Linked DNA regions of Mus musculus: region 1 is linked to region 2. Evidence: chromatin contacts called from public HiChIP or PLAC-seq data. All regions are on one chromosome and are shown on one strand. Each heading gives the region's core, a stretch centred on a gene start, on an enhancer-like site or on the middle of the called end of the contact. The rest is flanking DNA. Distances are from core to core; before and after follow the strand shown.

Region 1 (3,261 bases), core at 344-2,843, 43 kb after region 2:
ACCTACATGAACTTCTCAGGAAATGGCCTCCCAGATACATCCAGAAGTGTGTTTCCATGGTGACTCCAAACCAATCAAGTTGGAGGGCAGGTTAGCCATCATAGCACTTTTCTGAATGAATTCTGTCAAAAGGGAGACAGAAGAGGCCTTGGGCTCACCTTCAGTTCCATTATTACAGAAGAGGAGAAACTGAGACGCAATGGGTCTGCCAAAATCTCGCCAACAGCTCTCCAGACAGGAGCCTCCTGGAATCTGGTATGTAGTCGTCCCAACACCTCTAGATGGGAAAGGTCTCGGGACAGCTATTAATAATACATTTGGGGATGGAAGAAGAGAGTGGGCTCAGCCTCCTGGACCATTGAGAAAGGCACTGGGAGAGTGTAGGCTGGCTCCTAGGAGCTACCGCTCCAGCCCTCTTCTAGCAAGGCACCACTCCACCGAAGGATGGCACTGCCTGCTCTGTCAAGCCTAGCAGGCAAGGTTGTTGTACAGTTAGTTAGTTTAGAGAGATGTATGGCTGGCTCTGTTTGATGTTCACACTCCAGAGATGGTGGCTGCTGTTTTTTTTAGACCCATGAACTAACTGCATACCTACTATTGTTCCTTCCCTCCTTCTCCACAAAAGGGATTCCCCCAGCCATTTCTGGCAATCTTCCATCTCTGCCCCTGGGGAGCTCTGGGCTGAAGCACCTCACAACCTCACTGGATTTCATCATTTCTCCTTTCTTCCAGGATGTTTCCTCTGAGCTGGGAGATGGGCACACCCCAGTTCCCCTTACAGCCCATATTTAACAGCCAGGGTACCTTTACTGCCCTGTCAGGCCATTTCTGAGTTCCTGGCAAGGTCAGTTCAGCCCCAGCGGGAGGTGGAAAGGCCTAGACTACAATTCCACTCATGGATCCCCTTAGAGAGCAGTGGGAAACAAGCAAGCTTGCCATGTGCTAAATGTTTAAATAACTAACAGGCCATAGGCTCTCAACAAATATTTGCTGAGTTAATACAGGCCGGCAAAGAAAGAAATGCAATATATGTTATCGCAGACTTTAATTTTGAAAAATCAGAATTTATAGTGCACTAAGGTAACTGCTTAGTGGCTCAAGTCTTGTGGTCTTGGGAGCATATTCGTCTGCAGACTGAAAGGTAAACTTGAGAAACTAGCTACAGAGCAAGAGGTGGTGGGTGACACAACGGCAGTTAGGAGCATTTCAAACTGGGATTAGATCCTCAAAGCCTGACACACTAGGAAAGAGTTTCCCCTCACCCTGCAACTCCTGCAATCTTCTGCCTACTCAGTCGGTCAACTCGGTCGCCTCTTGTCGCCCAACCCGCAGGGGGCGTCCTACGCACTGTCAACTCGGAAGTGCCCGCATGCAAGCTGTTTTTTCCAGTATGAGCTAGATGGAAGACCACAGTGTGGAGTCACGCACCTTACCCTGAGCAGTCTGGGCCTGACTACTGAAAGAAAAGAAGAGCATCCGGATTACTCCCGCAGTAACCAAAGACAGGAGGCGGGGCGGGGCGAGCGGAGGTGAGCCTCGCGTGGCCCCGCCCCTCGAGGGGACTCACCTGGGGCGGGCGGGGCGTGGGTGGGCGGGGCGAGCGGAGGTGAGCGACGCGCGGACCTGCCGCTCAGGCAGTTACGGAGGTTGGTGGCTTTTGGCTACTCACGCTACGCCAGGGACTGAGGAGTGCCAGCTGAGGTGAGCGCACGACTCGTGGAGGCCACTGGCCGGTCGCGTCGCGACGAGGCTTCCCTTCCTAGGACTCGGGGTGACGCTGCGGTGCGGAGCGGGAAGCCACCGCCGACGTCTGTGGCGGACGAGGGCAGTGTCCCACGGGCGCCCGGTTCCCCCGGGGCGGCTCCCAGCCTTCTGCAGCAGGCAGAGAGGTGAGGTGGGTGTGTGGCGTTCCTCGCGGACTTCCCGGCACTTGCGGGCACTTGCAGGGCGGTTGAACCCTGCCCGGGCGCACCGGGTCACTGCTGCTCTGCAAGGGCGGTTGGTACTGGAGCGGGGCGGCTGGCTCGGGGACCCGCCCTGGGGAGCGAGGCTTAAGCAACTTCTCTCCTTCTGCGGTGGTGGCCAAACGGTGGCAACCCTCCACCATGTCCCTGTTCCCCTTCGTCTCCAACTTGTGCAAATGATCTGATTAGGGCGTTGTTCCTTAGATCCCAGAGGTAGATCATGCCCACAGTGACAGAGGACACGCGAAAAGTGGTGCTTTATATTTATGAATGTATGCTAGCACATATTGGCATGACCTATACCTAGCATTTCCTTGTGAGTCAAGTTTTTAAGTTAACAGGTTACCTCCTATGAGAATGCCAAGTAAAATGAGAGCCCTAACAGCAAAACTTGTGGAACTTGACTGTGCCCTGGTTTTGGAATGTTCTGGATTTTGAGGAAATATTTTTAGTTTTTGAAAGGGTATCATAATTACATTTTACCATTTTAAAACATTTCTCTCTGTGTGTCTGTCTGTGTTCTGTCTTCCTGTGTGCACACACGTAAAAGAGGACAGCTTTCAGGAATAGTCTCCTCGTGTGTCAGTAGTTGCATCTCAGGTATTCTGACTTCTGGCAAGAGTCCTTAGCCCCTGTGCCATTTTGGCTGGCTCCATAATTAGATTACTTAAAAAACTGATCTTTTAGAATAACTGACTGAAGTTAAAATGTAAACTGAGGATTTGTTTCATTTTGGGGGTCTGGAGCACACTGGGCTATGAGAGATTGACAGTCAAAGAGGGATTTTAGGAATGCAAGTCCTTTCTCTGTCTAGTTTTGCAATTGTTTGATATTTCCCTTTAAAAGTTGCAACACTACCTTTTTTTTCCCCCAGAAGGTTAGTCACCACAGGTGATTCTAGTTTCAGATTCTATATCATATATAATTATGTTTCATAAATTGGATGTGAATACTGCCTCATCAGACTGATCAGAAAGGTCACAGTTTCTGCCCCGCCTCCCTCTAACACACACAAGAAGGCACACGGCACACGTGTATGTTAAATAGATTGAGTGGATGCTGGCTCAGCTTTTTTCACACACACACACACACACACACACACACACACACACACAGAGAGAGAGAGAGAGAGAGAGAGAGAGAGAGAGAGAGAGAGAGAGAGAGAGAGAGAGAGAGAACAAACAAACAGGGTTAGGTTGCCTCCAGTCAGGCAGTTTTGTATCAAATGTGTTAGCACTTTTTCCAATGGCTCAAATCCCTTCTAAGTTATACTCAGCAGAAAAACAGGCCCAGGCTT
Region 2 (3,445 bases), core at 450-2,949:
AGTACTAGATACTTCACAGGTGCTATAGGAAAATACAGTGCAATTCTCTGCAAGGAAGCTTTTTTTAAAAAAAGATTTATTATATGTAAGTACACTGTAGTCTGGAGACCATGGGCATTTGACTTGAGCCTTCAGAACTGACTGGCAGATTGCCCATTGTACCAGGAAAGAGAGATAGATCTATTAGGGAAGAAAGCAAGCTGAACAAGCTTGCCATCTTGAAAAGGCCAGGCTGTGCATGTGCACGTGCGCGCACACACACACACACACACACACACACACACACACAAGAAACACTGTATCTCCAGACTTAAAATTGGAAATTTCCCTTTTATTAAACATAGGTTTTTAAGCTGAATATGGTGGTGTACACCTTTAATCCTAGCACTTGAGAGACAGATCTCTGTGAGTTTGAGGCCAGCCCCTGGTCTGTATAGTCAGTCAGTTCAAGGCTAGCCAGGGCTGTTATATAAAGAAACTCCATCTAAAAAGGGTGGGGGGATGTTAGAGGGTTGGGGTTTTTTGTTTTGTTTTTGTTGTTGTTCTTAAAGTGGTTACTAGCAAAACTAATGTTTTAAAATCTGATTCCCAAGAAAAATATAAACAGTAAAACAGGTTTATTCAGAACCCCAAGTGTTAGAAAAATACAAATTAATCAGAAAAAAATAAAGGGACTTGTTCAAAATATACTAAGAAATGGAAAAATACTGTAATTTAGAGAAGCTAGAGCTAGGAATACCGGTCTTTTAATGGCTGAGTGTAGTCTTAATTGGAAAGGGAGAGTTTAGAGTGTTCAGAGATGGAGACTGGGGAACTGCAGTAGAGAAGTAAACTTATTACTAATGTGACCTTAGAACTTTTAAGCATTGAGGTTTCTTGATTCTTCTAGGTTTTTGTGTGGATCTATGACCCAGTTCACATTAAAACATTTGTCATGGGATTAATTCTTGGTAAGTAGGAGAATATAAGTAGCTTTTTAGTATACTCTAAACTTTAGAGGACAAATGCAGGGCCTCAAAAAATACTTTTAAATTTAAAACAAAGTAAGAACTCTTTAAGAGGATATTTTAAATAAAGTTAGAAGATAAGTAACAAACTCAAATTATTTGCAGCAGCTAAATCATTTTTAAGGTATTAACATGGTAGAACAAGATAAATGTAGCTCACAGGAAAACACACCGACCATTCACCTGGTTAAGGATAAATCAGATACAGAGTGAAGTAACAAAGATTAAGATTTCAGAAATTGACACTGAAGTCCTGGGGTGGAGGGAACACTCCAACAATTGATGATGGTGCCTTCCTTTTTCTTTCTTTCCAGCAGGCAGTTTGGCAGTGCCTTCACATTGTAGGTGCTAGCACACCGCTCCTGTAAATCCTGTAGGGTTTCCCTTATGTTCCTTTTCATGGACACAGCCAAACAAAGCAATATTCAAATTTTAAATGCTTGTATCTTTTGGCCTACCAATTCCATTGAAAGGAATTCATTGTTATGGCTTTTTGAGTGTCATTAGTTTTTGTTTATTGTTAGTGTCTGGGATCAAACCCAGGGTCTTACACGTGCTAGACAAGCACTTCACCACTGAGCTCCATCCCCAGTCTAGAAGTCAGTCTGTTACATAATCCCAGTCATATGATGTCCATGTGCGAGTAGACTTGCAGGAGGATTGTCTCTTATCATGTAAAACTGAAAGTAGTCCCCACTCCTTGGGAGGAGAGTAAACATTGGCAGTGTAAGAGAACAGCATGCAGCCTTTGAGATAGGAAAAGAGAGCTGCCAGAGCGGAAGTTGCATACTTTCCTCTAGTTAGAAAAGGGTATTTGTCACTAATCTGTATTGTAAGTGAGCAGTCTCTGGGAATAGGATAAGCTTTATAGTGTTTACCGCTGAACAGTGGGACAAAAACTCGATGATTCCATCTTCACCATAGCCTTTGACTCGTTGTTTATATTGTGATCAAACTTGTGTATATATATATATATTTTTAATTTGGGGGACAAAAATGGGTGGGAAAGAATAATTGAACAGATAGCAAAAACATACTATCTAAAATATGATTGGTTAATAAGATATTTTAGGATCCCATTTAGAGAAACTTATAGTAAGAGTTAAAACTTAGTTAAACTCAAAAGGCTCATGCTGTGGATTGCTTCCAGTGTGGTAGTCACTTTGTCATAAAATCCTTGTGACGTCTCATTCCAGCAAGAACAGGCACTTATCAAGATAAGGTAAATTAACTTTGGAAGGGTTACTTAGCTAACGTGTGGTAGAGCAAGAGTCCTGTTCTTAATGATAAAGACTTAAAAGACTTAATAACCAGTCTTCTCATTTAACAGTTTTCCAAGAGGCCCTACCATAAGTGCAAAAAACAAACAAACAAGCAAACAAACAAAAAATCCTAGAGATGCTTATATAATTTCCCCAACCACTCTGACCTTTTTTTTAAAAAAAAGCTTTGTGAATCTGATTTCCCTGGAGTGGGAGGTGGGGTGTTCTTTGGTTTTGTTTTGATCTAGGTTTCCCTACTCCTAATATTAAAATAATATTAGCTTCAAAATGACAGTAGTTGGTCATTTAAGGAGTAGTTTTAATTTCTAGATAGTATTTTTTATAATTAAATGTAATTTAGGTTTAAAAAATGCTAACCTAGTTTAAGAACAGTATAAAATGTTATGTTAAATCACATGAAATTGCTGATAATTCATTATTCCTATACAAATGTTACTTTTTTGTCTCCATTTTCAAGAATATGTTCACTGTTGATTGTAATGAGGCCATTAAAGAATTTATTCTAAAAGTTACTCTGTAACTCTGTCATTTCTCCAGTGATTGCAGTAATAGCAGCCACCCTCTTCCCTCTCTGGCCAGCAGAAATGAGAGTAGGTGTTTATTACCTCAGTGTGGGCGCAGGCTGTTTTGTAGCCAGCATTCTTCTCCTTGCTATTGGTAAGTCTTAATAGTGATACTGATCTTGGTATAAGGTAGGTATTTGCATGTAGACTTTTTCCTGGAGCTCCAGTGTAGCTAAACAGCAGAATTAATGCATATAAGTCAAGAAGTGTGCCGTCCTCCTCAGACAAATCAAGAGTTCAGACATGACTCCGTTGGCGCTGATCTGGAATCTGCTCTAGCTTTTCAAACGTTCTTGTTTTGTTAATACTATATTTGATAAACATAATTCAGCACATTATAAAGTATGATTTATTATATATATATTTGTATTTGTATTATAGAATGATTAAATTAAGTTAAAATATTTATTGCCTTGTTTGGCTATCTTTTTTTTACAGTGAGCCTTTTGAAATTTACTGTTATTTTGATATATATAATATATTACTATATTTTAATCTTCATGTAAATGTGTTTTAAAATTAGCTAAAGTGGCCATTTATTTTTGCAGTAGTGAATCATTATTAGATATTTGAAATAAAATAAATGTAACTT

The links. HiChIP or PLAC-seq counts read pairs in DNA pulled down with a chosen protein or histone mark.
Region 1: a contact with region 2 is called in an H3K4me3 HiChIP or PLAC-seq map of intestinal villus epithelium, with 9 read pairs. The contact joins the promoter of Gpr160 here to the enhancer-like site in region 2. A contact is called at or near these places in 1 of 39 promoter capture datasets (macrophages), 2 of 15 datasets of contacts at CTCF or cohesin (CD8 T cells and the NIH/3T3 cell line), 2 of 484 Hi-C or Micro-C datasets (CD8 T cells and centroblasts), 4 of 115 datasets of contacts at active chromatin or transcription factors (CD8 T cells, embryonic stem cells, intestinal crypt epithelium and 1 more) and 2 of 9 other capture datasets (adipose tissue and liver).

What each region holds. Positions count from the first base shown.
Region 1 is chr3:30,854,357-30,857,617 of GRCm38.p6, forward strand. It overlaps Gpr160 (G protein-coupled receptor 160), which reads left to right and starts at 1,594. Exons shown (of 4, transcript NM_001134385.2): 1 at 1,594-1,889. Gm42199 (a long non-coding RNA gene) reads right to left here and starts at 1,453. Exons shown (of 3, transcript XR_880730.3): 1 at 1,263-1,453; 2 at 1-122.
Region 2 is chr3:30,811,407-30,814,851 of GRCm38.p6, forward strand. Sec62 (SEC62 homolog (S. cerevisiae)) reads left to right here. Exons shown (of 8, transcript NM_027016.2): 6 at 890-950; 7 at 2,828-2,947. Among named protein-coding and RNA genes, the nearest start is that of Sec62, 20 kb to the left of the region's middle. Within about 2 kb of position 1,700, at least 18 of the 459 cell types and tissues checked have an H3K27ac peak or open chromatin away from gene starts, as enhancers often do. A contact at or near this core is called in intestinal villus epithelium and liver, where this site is marked.